Linked DNA regions of Mus musculus: region 2 is linked to region 1. A link is a contact called in public promoter capture Hi-C data. All regions are on one chromosome and are shown on one strand. Each heading gives the region's core, a stretch centred on a gene start, on an enhancer-like site or on the middle of the called end of the contact. The rest is flanking DNA. Distances are from core to core; before and after follow the strand shown.

What was found. Capture Hi-C pulls out chosen DNA fragments and counts their contacts.
Region 2: a promoter capture Hi-C map of pancreatic islet shows a contact between it and region 1. The contact joins the promoter of Lrrc32 here to the promoter of Tsku in region 1. A contact is called at or near these places in 1 of 484 Hi-C or Micro-C datasets (nephron progenitors), 2 of 115 datasets of contacts at active chromatin or transcription factors (embryonic stem cells and pancreatic cancer cells) and 3 of 9 other capture datasets (adipose tissue, liver and pancreatic islet).

The regions. Positions count from the first base shown.
Region 1 is chr7:98,359,830-98,362,655 of GRCm38.p6, forward strand. Tsku (tsukushi, small leucine rich proteoglycan) reads right to left here and starts at 1,459. Exons shown (of 2, transcript NM_001024619.3): 1 at 1,413-1,459.
Region 2 is chr7:98,488,629-98,491,675 of GRCm38.p6, forward strand. Lrrc32 (leucine rich repeat containing 32) reads left to right here and starts at 1,363. Exons shown (of 3, transcript NM_001113379.2): 1 at 1,363-1,469.

The DNA of each region.
Region 1 (2,826 bases), core at 209-2,708:
GGTAGTACTGACCAAAGTTCTAAGTTACAAACTGGGGTGGATGGTTGGGGAAAAAAAGTGTTTGACTTATCTTTGCCACCCAGGATCAAAAGCTCGGACAGGATGGAGCCCCTCCCACTCTGAGGGCTTTGCAAGTCTAGACTTATCCGAAAGGCTAGCATGGAGCAAGAAAGGATCAAAGTTTGAGTCACCTCTGAGCCTGGCCAAGTGTGGGCGGGAGCCGCTTTCAGCTAAGCTCGCCACGCTGGTTACCACCACGGTGCGCTCCGCTCCCACGGCATAGAGTTCTTCTCACTTCATCCACATCAGTGACCGAATCTCAACGGGCTCTGCAACACGCCCGTGCCCTACGTGAGCCATTGGCCATCCCTTGGGAAACTAGTGTGTGGAAAGCCCCTTTTCATCACAGCCCAATCAGGGCTAGGGGCCGCGAGCAGGCCGGATGCAGACAAACCGTGGCTTTTCTCACCTACTGGATTGGAAGGTTCGTCCCCTCACTCTGGGGTCGGGTTAAAGCAGAGCCGGAACTCAAAGCCAATCAAGTCTCTCCACCAAACAGACTGATCTCAGTCCGCACTCACTCTGTCCCCGGAGCGCAGAGCAGACTACTGCCAGCAGTACGCTATTCCCGGGTCTCTGGCCTCAGGCCGGAGCCCAGACCAGCGGTGTCCCCTCCCTCCTCCCACTGGGGTCCAGTGAGGGTGTCCCGCACGCTCCGCCCAGTCCTGGCCCGGGCCAGTCGCCAGGCACTGCAGATCACCCCCAACCCACCAAATCCATCTCATCCCCTCCCGGCTCAAAGGACCTCCGGAGGTGAGACAGAGAAGGGCTGCCAACAGGCGTTGCCGGAGGAACCCAGAGAAAAGTTTGAAGCCAAGTAGGGGGAAAACGATGGACAGAAAGGGAGCAGAGAGTCGGGGCAGCTTCAGGGCTCTCAGTGCGCACATACCCCACAGATACTCAACTCAGACACGTCGACAAGCATAGACCACGTATGCGGACACTAGGAGCGCCCACCGGTCCCCACAACCAAACGCAAGGCTGCAAAACGGGGACACTGGAGCGAGATAGCCATGCAAAGCCACGCACACACAAAGGCAAGGCAGATGCTGGCTTCCGAACCCAAATCCACAAAAGACCCAGTACCGTGAGATGCACGTGTTCTTACAAAGACCCTGGAGGCGCCGGCCCACGCCCACGACCCCCAGGCAGAGCCTTTGTCTCCTGAAAGCCCTCACCCTTGCTCCCCCGACTCTATGGCTCGGTGTCCCGGAAAAGTTGAGGGGCCTTGGCAGGACCCGGACCCGCCCCTCGCGCTGGCCTGCTCACGGGATGGGGCGGTGAGGTTGGAGTCCCGGGCTCCAAACCTCCAAATGCGCGCCGATCTCGCTGCGCCTCCCGACAGCACCCACCTGGCAGGTCTGCAGTTGTCGCCTCGGCACGCTCACCTAGGCGACCCGGCGTTGGCCCATGGGCCGGCGCTTTTCTCCGCGCCGCTCGTCCCGCCCCACGTCCCCGCCCGCCGCCGGGCTCCCCTTGCTCGGCACCCAGTGGCTGCACCGGCAACAGGCCAGGAAGCTCAGGGAGCGTCGTTAAAGTGCAAGTCTAGGGGGGCGTTTTAGCAGCCCTGCCCCCGCCGGCCGAGCACGGGTTCCACCCTAGGGAGCGTCTAAAAAGTGCGCGGTTCCCTCCTACTCCACAAGGCCTCTCCCAGCTTCCTGCAACCCGGATCCCTGCCCCCTCTGCCTTCCTTCAGTTGCGCGTCCCAGTAATCTCAGCAGATGGCCGCTGGGTCGGGAACATCTGGAGGTCGCCAGTGTGTGTGTGTGTGTGTGTGTGTGTGTGTGTGTGTGTGTGTAGGAAAGCAGAATTAGTTGGCAAGAATGGGTGGGTGAGGGTTTTTCTCTCAAATTCTCCCCTACCCCACTTAAAAAAAAAGTTTTAAAAAAGGTCCAGAGTCACTAATGGGTGTGTTTGAGAAAAGAGACAAGGCAGAACAGAAGAGAGAGAGAGCAAAAGCAGGAAAGCTGGCAGACACCAAGTGAGGGAGAAAGCAACAGACTTAACAGACATATTTTTTTTCCTGGAGGGAAAGTCAACTTCTGGCTGGATTTCCAAGAAGGGAAACTGCTCTGTAGTAGCGGCTTAAGTCTTCCATCCTCTTCTGCCGAAATTATTTGCATATATATATATATATATATATATATATATGCAAATATATATGATATATGACATGTGTGTGTTTGAAAAAAAATACATGAGTGAAGAGAGAAATTGCCTGCTGCAGGTACTTCTATCCACATACCCAGACAGTGCCTATCTCCAGAGGGAAGTAAAGGGTTAGAGGGAAGTGTGGTATTGTCTCTGGACCTCCCAGGAACTTGCCACCTTGGAAAGGGCCCCTGGGTGGGGAACTCCAGCCATGTTTCCCTGCCGTGGCCCAGGCTTGTTGCACACAGTCTTTTCATTTCTTTCTTCCTTATTATTTAAAAACAGAAATCTTTGCTTGGGCTTGTGCGTGTCTGCCCGAGGAAAAGGAAGTTCCCAGTCAGCAAAGTCAAGTTCACACTCAGAAGAAAGTGGTTGTTCAGACCCTTCCCTTCCCTCCACCATGTGGCCCTGGGGACTCACCTGGGCTGAACCCTGCTATTAATGAGGAGAGGGGACAATGGTCCCTGTCTCCTAGGAGGGGGAGGCAGGATAACTGTCAGTGTGAAAGCCTAGCTCTGGAGAAAGAATGTTTCAAAAAGCCAAAAGAGGGAAAGAAAAAAAAAATCCATCATCCTTGGGAATAGGAGGTCTTTAGGGGAATCTTTTTACTGTGGC
Region 2 (3,047 bases), core at 113-2,612, 130 kb after region 1:
GAGAGAGCATCAGGCCATCATGGGGAAGCAGGTAGGGAGAGCCCCAGCCTACCTGAGTCTTTGTTCATGCTCTGCCCTCGCTACAGAGTAGTCACAAAGCCCCTTCCTCGATTGATACATGACCCCATGGACTCCAACCTGGAAAAGGTGTCCTCCTAAAGCAGCAGATGAGGAACGGTCTCTAACACCCATCGGGTGCAGGCCCAGGCCTACATCGACTTCATCCAAAAGAGCGGCTCTTGCCATTCTACACTTGGCAGAGAGGGGAACTGAAGTTCAGTCTGACTAGATAGTACACACAAGGGCTGAGGTGGGAGAGCCACAACCCTGAGAGCTCCCGAGGGTGGGTGGGGGCAGGAAGCTGGGCTACTCTGCTGCTCTGACTCCTTATAGCATCAGAGGATGCCTCCTTGGTGAACCTTTCCCTGACCTTAGGTTAGGTCAGGGCTCTAGACTGGAGTTGTCAGGGACTGTCCTCTCTGGGTTGTTCGCACCGCATGGGTCCATCCAACCACTGTGGACTAGATGGGAGGAAAGGCCCAGCTCAGAGCCCAGCCCTACTCTGGCTCACCCCGCTTGGTGCTGTTAAGATAGGGTGGATGGCCCTCCTCTAGGCGCTGTGACCACCAGGGAGAACATTATGAATACAGAACTAGAGACTGGAGGACGGCAGCAACACTCTTCACCCATCTTTCAGTCTAGACCCAGCAGGGCACGGTGCCAGTGTCTGAGGAGGCTAAGTACCTTGTAAAGGCAGCGGCTTTGGGTAAGTTATGAGACTGTCATTATGCAGTTTAACCTATCAGAGCCTCAGGTCCCCCAAATGTCCGTGGGGACCTGACAAGTCTCAACCAGCTGGCTTTTCCCTCATCCCACTCCTAGCCTCAGCTTCTCTATCAGTAAGCAGGGGACACTGACAGGCTTGGAGATGACTTAAAGGCAGGATAGCTGGGGGGGGGGGGGGGTGGATGGGACCCCCTCAGGGCCATCCCAGGGCCAAAGAAGGGTCACTTCCTTCCGTGCCGGTGGTTGCCAGTCACCTCTGGGTGGCCCCCTGCCTTGGTGCGGTGGCGCCAGGATTTCCTCCGCGGACCTGCGGCTCCCTGCACCCAAGACCTCGCGGGCCCACGGCTGCACGTGCGGCTGCCTCGGCCTAGCTTCTTTTGTGATCCTTCTCCCTCCAGTCGTTTTTCGGTTTCAAGCGCCGCCCTAGCTGGGTCCGGGCGATTCCAGAGCAGAGGCGATGCTCGGTTCCTAGGTCCGCACGGCTGGCAGGGCGGTGTTAGGACCCCGCGGCTCAGAGTCCCAGGGGGCGTGGCCGGGCGGCCGGTGCTATTTAAAAGGCGGGCGCCGCCCCCTCCCGGCCGGCTGGAGCGGCGCTGCAGCGGTCCGGCCTCGGCGGGCCAGACCCCCGGGGTTGCGCGAACGATGCGCGGAGGAGTCAGGCGGCGGCGGCGGCGCTGAGCCAGGTAGGGGCGGCGGTCGGCGGCGGTGCCTAGAGAGCTAGGGCCGGACCCTCCCTCGGCACCCGGGTGTTAGCAGATCTACCTAAGGAAGGGCTCAGATAGGCGTTCCCATTTGACAGCTGGGAAAATCGAGGCAGGAAGCTCTGGGTGTGCCTAGGAGCACACAGCCAAGCAAGCAGATTAGGATTTGAATTCAGGTCTGCCCCAGGCAGACATGGGCTTTCCACACTACCACTATTATCTGGAGGGGATACCCAGAACTCTTTGGGGAGACTTCTTTATGTGTGATAGATAGGAGGGACCCCCCTACCCCACCTCCACCCTGACATTTCACATCACAAGCACATTCCTTTGGGTTAAGGTCTGATTCCCCTGAGATGTAGGATGTCTCTAGAACGGGCTGCCCCTAGTGAGTGATTCACTGCACTGTGAGCCTTGAAGCTGCTCTCCCAGGCCCCCTTTGACAGTAGTCATAACAGACTGAGAGCCCTACCGCTCAGTATACTCCTGGGCCTGGGGCTGTAGGCTCCTGAGTAACTTAGGAAGGAAGTCTTGGCAGTTGCTTTGGAGGCACAGGGGCTGGATTCTGATACCGACTCTTCGATTTACTGTACAAGTGCCTTAGGGTAAGTCATTTCTCTGAATCTCGTGGTCTGGGAGAGAGATCCACAGGGTGCCCGTGGGGTCTGCACTAGTGGAGACCACCCAGCACTAAGGGACTATAGATCTGGCTGAGTCCCAGTTGCAGCACACCTAGGGGCTAAGGATCAGGCACTTTGCCTTCCCAAGCCTCGGTCCTCCAGTCTGTAAATGGGAATTATAGTAATCACCTCACTTGGTGGTTGTGAGAGTTAAAAGACCTGCAGTCAACCTAGGGCTTAGAAAAATTGTAACCTCCTTGCATAGTAGGGGCAGTCTTATTTTTATTATAGGTTTGACTCCACTATCTGTCTGTCCCCCTCTGTCATGCACGCGCGAGCACGCGTGCATGTGCACACACACATACAAGCACATACAGAGATATTCTTTGACACCTCTCCAATCAGAATCCAGCTACCTGCCTGCAGAGCCAGGACCTCTATCCTCAGCATCGTTGGTATCTGAACCATCAGGGAAGGACATGGAAGGGTCCCAGTACTTTCCTGGTCATGCTCCACCTGATCCATGCTAAGCAAGGATAGCCAGTGTTGGAATGGGAACTGGTGTGTCCTGCAGATGAATCACCTAGGCAAGGAGAGATAAAGAATTTGCCCTGAGGACCACACTAGCCAGTGGTGGGGCTTGACAGTGAGCCCTGGGTTTGAATGCCTCTGGTTGTCCCTGGGGGGCTGAGTTCTCACTGCTGCAGATGGGGCACAGCAGGGTGCTTCTTTCCACCATAATTCTGTGGGGACTGTCTCTTCTGGATGTGCAGAGGAAGGAGAGACAGGGTCCCTTTGGGCATCCCTACCTTAACCCCAGGTCCTAACTTGTCCTTATTGCAGCTGAATTTGTGACATCATTCAGCCACTTGTTCCCTGGGAGAAATTTAGTGAGCATATACTTAAGGAATGAAGCAAATGAGAAATGAGAGCGGGAGGG